2 separate regions of the Oryzias latipes genome follow, and region 2 is linked to region 1. Evidence: chromatin contacts called from public Hi-C data. All regions are on one chromosome and are shown on one strand. Each heading gives the region's core, a stretch centred on a gene start, on an enhancer-like site or on the middle of the called end of the contact. The rest is flanking DNA. Distances are from core to core; before and after follow the strand shown. Region 1 holds the start of tbc1d22b (TBC1 domain family member 22B). Region 2 holds the start of LOC101163412 (protein-L-isoaspartate O-methyltransferase domain-containing protein 2).

Region 1 (2,527 bases), core at 18-2,517:
CTATTTTTTTTTAATGCTTTGTTTGCCTTTAGTTTTTAATTTTGGCAGAGTCTTTTATTTTGTAAAGTACTTTGTGTCACTCTGAAATCTGTTTTGTCAATAAAGTTTGATTTGATTCGGTTAGCCGGCAAAAATCCGTTTTGTGGCTCAGCCACAAGACAATTTCTATTTTACATCTTTTTAACTCACCCTATAATCAAACCCTTAACAACTTAACAAAAGCCTATATTTTTTAGGACTTTAACCCAAAATTTCAGGTTTAAATTAGTTTATTTTACTGTAATTGCCATGTTAATTGAATGGGCGGACGCTAGCACGAAATGCACTTTTATTTACACCTTTTTCAATAGTCAAAATGTATTACTAATGTTGTCAAACTAATCAGACTGATGAACTTTTTACATGTACCAACAACGACGCCGGGTGAGTAATGACTTTAAATTAAGTTTTTCTGTAAACCTCTTTGGCCTCCATCTCTGGACAAAGATGGCGTTCATTACCAGTTCAATCTCTTTAAATATTATTGAAGCAGATAACTTAAAAAAACATTTTATTTTGCTCTACGGTGACGTGATAAGTGGTCAGAGAAGAGACAGTTACTAACTAGGCGGGATGGCACAGAAAAGCCCAGGGAGCATCCTGAGTGAGGAAAATGTAAACATGGAGCACTTTCCCGGCTGTCTGTCAGCCGCGCTCAGTGCAGTCTGGGAAAGCATATGGCGGGTGTGACCGTTGACACCCCCTCCACGAACGGCAGAAACCGCAGAGAGCAGAGATGGAGGGGCTCACATCTCAAAACCCATTCAATCATGGGGGGAAAAATAAAATAAAAACGTCCGAAGGAAAATGTGTAGAATGCGTTTATGAGATTTGTTCCTTTGACAGATCACAGGTTTTAGGTGTTTAATGGCTCATCGAGAGACTTAAACTTTAACAGCATCGGCAGGAAACTCGCTACGCAAACACAGTTTTATTTCAAACTGATATAAAGGTGAGGAAACCAACCTTCCGGGAACCTTTGGGTTTCTCCTCCAGAAATTGATCCTGTTGTCGGTGGCCATACTCGCACCCCCTCCCCTTTGCCTTCAGACCGGCTCCGGGCGCGACGGAACCATGGTTGTTCCGCCTCCGTGTCTCCCAGAAAAAGAAGGACCGCGGGCCCCGTTTAGCTCGCTTCGGAGAGCCGAACGGTCGATGGGCAGAAACGAAAAAGCTGCCGAGGCTACGATGAGGGAAACTGCGTCCTGTACGGCGCCATCTTGGAGAGTAACGTTCGGAGCGCGTGATTGGCGGAAGGAACGAACAGGTGCAGGGAAGGCGACCAATCAGAATGGCCGGCGGGGAAGCGACGGCCAGGGATGCTTGCTGACGAGGGGAACGGCCGAAACTTGATGCTGGTAAAGAAAAGTTTATGTTTTTCTGTTGATTTAAACAAAGATGGCGGTGTTTTGCAACATTTAGTGCTTTTGCTCTGTGAGGGGAGACCTGGAGGGAGTTACTGACTACACAGAGTTAAAGGCCGTGCTTACTTCAGGCTGGTGGGAAATTAGTAAAGTTGTCAAAAGGTTGTTAAATGTAGATATTTGATTTACAGCTGTCCTAAACATAGTTAGAAAAATGAAAGGGTTTAGTGGTGACTAGATGAAAGAAAAATATACAGGACAAGCATCTTACCTTCCTATACTTCCATTGTTTTTTAAATGACTGACTAAAATACCAAAATCCAGGCAGGTCTTGGTTCGTCTCTCTCATTAATTTTGAACGCGGTTCCTAAAAAAGGATTAATTATAAACATCCCAACAAACCAGAGATTTTCCAGGCTGACTTAACATTCCTAGAAGTTTCTTTGTTTCACTTCTTTGTTTAGGAAGCAGTACATTCAATTATTGTTTGTTTGTAATCAAAAATCTAATAGAATCATCACAGATCTGACTTTTTAAACTTAAAAAGCCTAATCTTAGATAATCTAGTATTTGCAGATTAAATGCGCTCTTATCTTTTGCATTATGCCGGGCAATTGTACAGTCAGTTCTGGTGCGTATTTTGTGAAAGGAAATCAAATCAGTTTTCCGGAATACTGTCTGCTTTTCACACGTAAAAGTAATCAATAATGATGAAAAAGTACCAAATTCACTGATAATTCATTTAAAATTTACATTGTAAAGTAAATGTGATAATAGAAACAAGCTTGTTCATTTTATTTCACTTGAATTCAAACATTTCACAAGCTAGATGAAGTCTAAAAAAGTTAAATGCAACTTATAGGAAACATTATATGAGGCAGATAGAGCTGTCTTTCTTAGCATATATAAGAAAAACTGGCTCAGCTAACTTTTGGAGCAGCGTAATACTAATGAGTCATTCAAGCGTCAGTTTCAGGGGACTCTGACATAACAGACCCACATTAGAGCGGATTATCTGCCTGGTTTTGTCTCCACCCAACCTACTACTGTTGGATCCTGTGTAACGTCATCACAAACACCGTTGTAGCTTAGAAACAGGCAGCTGTCACTCATTTCAAAAGAGG
Region 2 (2,527 bases), core at 13-2,512, 130 kb after region 1:
TTTGCACAGATTGGGTCTAAACAGCAGAAGTTCTTTATTTTCTCAGTAACTTCTGTGTCTACACAGCAGAAGTTACTTTATTTTCCCACTACACTCGCATGCAGCTTCTATGCAGAGCCACACTGGCATCTGGTGGACGTTTGAATAAACCTTTAGATTCTGCCATTTCACTAAAAGATATTTATATAAGCCAAGATTTGCAGTCTCCTATAACTAATCAAAGTTTTCCAGATGATTATGGTAAACAGTTTTTCTTTTTTGTATCTCTGTTGTTTGTATTTTCTTCATTTGGTACATTTGTCATACAGTGGGACAAACACAAAAAGCTGATCACTATTTAAGTATAAATCTATGTTTAAAAAACAAAAAGATACTTTAATAATTCACAAAGCAATTTTTCTACTTGTTTTAGGATGGGAAACTGCCTTTGGGTTTTAATATACTATACTTTTTTAGACTCAAGGTCCAAATGTCAACACTGTACAAAAAAGAAGAAATAAAAGAAAATATAATCTCCTCATTTACTATTTGAAAATTATATTACCATATCTGGCTTTTGTTTAACACACGTAAATAAAACAAAAAGAAACAAATATTTTAATTGTGAATTATGAATTGAATAAACGAAATCAAATAACTCAGTATTTTGACTCATAACTTCATAACACCTGATTGTTTTCAGCTTTGACGAATGTTTTGGTTTTCTTCCAACATTATATCGTGTTGTTATCCCTCCAAGATGTGTGCAAAACATTTTTCCATGTAAGTGACTTTTGGAGGCTGTAAAAGAATAAAATAATTCATGTTTTTACTTACCTTTATTTTGAGGTTAAAGGTCTACATTGAAGGACTAACGGTCAGAATCTTCTTATTTCTGCTATAGCTGAACATTTCTTAAACAGTTCTGAAAGTTCAATAGCAGTTCTTAAAGTTAATTAAAGTTAAACTTTATGTGATACTTTGACCCATTTTGCAGTTTTCTTTTGATTCTTTGGACATATAAAACTTTTCTCTCTGATGAATCAAATAAAAGAAGAAAAACATTTTTTTCTCAGTTTTAAACTCCACAGAGCAGTTTAAATAAAAGCTTGATTAGCTAAACCGTGTGAACAGCGCGGATTTAAAAAAAAGTCCTAATCGGCTCTAAAATGTTTATTTTGTGACATTTATTCTCATTTCGCGGTGGTTTCTAACCTCTTTTTGGCTTTGGTCCGCCCCCTAAACAGAAAGAAGGCCAACCCGCGCGTGACCGGCGGCGGGGTTGTGCGTGCCGTGCGTCTGACGTCATCGCGTCAGATGGCCGAATGTTTACATCCAGCTGTGCTGTGTAGTCTGGATCCTCCAAACAACAAAGAGCAGGACGCGCGTGGAGCTGCGCAGACGGACGGCAGCCCTCGGCTCAGACAGCAGGTACCCCGGCAGCTGTCTCAAGCCGAGCACGGAGGCGCCAGAGGCGGCCTGCGGGGCGAACACCCGCCGCTGCGCTCCGGCCGCCTCCATGGTCGTGCCTGGAGTCCTTCATCGACTGCCTCCGCCTGGCAGCTGCTTGACTCAAACCGCATCTACGGGGTTTATTTTTTTATTACAATCGGAGAGTGCGTGAGAAACACCGTGCGCGTTTAGCGCAACAGCGTCAGGTGGTTGTTGTGCACCGAAGCCCGGATCGGCCTCGCTAGCTGCAGCCTGTGGATTTAAAGCCGCTCTGCTTCATGCTGCCTATCGACGGAAGTGTGCTGCAGCGCCCCCGTGTGGCCACAGTGATAGTTCATTCATTCATGTGGCTACAGGCTGATCCTCCTCTCATGTCTGTCCACATTGAAGCCTCATCTGCTTCTGCAGTTTGATTTCAAATTAATAACAGACGACTTTCTCTTTTTAATTTATATATTTTTATAGAATTTACCTTATTTCTAAAGGCTTGTGTTCAATAAAATTGCATCTTGAGCCATCATGTTTTGGTGAGTGGGGAGAGACCAACAATAGTTTCTTTGTAAGTATCTTGTGAAAAATCTCACATTGAGCTAAAAAAAAAAGTCGTAAAGAAAAATTGGAATAGTCTGAATTTTTTTTTATATTAACCTGTTGGTCAGACAAAAAAACTAGGTGAAAGACTAGACTAGATGAAAACAAAAAGAAGCTTTTTGAGCACAAGAGCGACTTAAACTGCATGAAAAAGTCTAAAAATCAGTTTTTTTATCTGACCTTTTCAGCGTCAAAATCTTAAAAGAAAAAAAAAACAGCAATTTTTCGAGCTAAACAGAAACATCAAAGTGAAAATGATTAATTACAAAAAACCTTTAGGTTCCTCGTTTGAGATAATTGTTGGTGAAACCAAAGCAGACTTCCTTCAGGCTGCAGACTTCAGGGCTTCATTCTATCTGGTTTAGCAAGAGTTTTGCTTCTGTGGGTCTTTTCTGTGTTTTTTCATTGACTGTAAAGGAGATCTGGACTGAGTGACCCCTCCCCCCTGGCGTTTCAAACAGGAAGTACTCGCTGGCTCCAAGAAGCTAAAATCCCATAGACGCAT

Evidence for each region. Hi-C and Micro-C count contacts between places; a contact is called where the count stands out from the background.
Region 2: a Hi-C map of embryo shows a contact between it and region 1, with 2.3 times the contacts expected there. The contact joins the promoter of LOC101163412 here to the promoter of tbc1d22b in region 1. A contact is called at or near these places in 3 of 5 Hi-C or Micro-C datasets (embryo, fibroblasts and gastrula embryo).

What each region holds. Positions count from the first base shown.
Region 1 is chr7:4,892,184-4,894,710 of ASM223467v1, forward strand. It overlaps tbc1d22b (TBC1 domain family member 22B), which reads right to left and starts at 1,268. Exons shown (of 14, transcript XM_011476795.3): 1 at 1,006-1,268. The coding sequence starts at 1,061.
Region 2 is chr7:5,026,949-5,029,475 of ASM223467v1, forward strand. LOC101163412 (protein-L-isoaspartate O-methyltransferase domain-containing protein 2) reads left to right here and starts at 1,263. Exons shown (of 7, transcript XM_004070587.4): 1 at 1,263-1,410.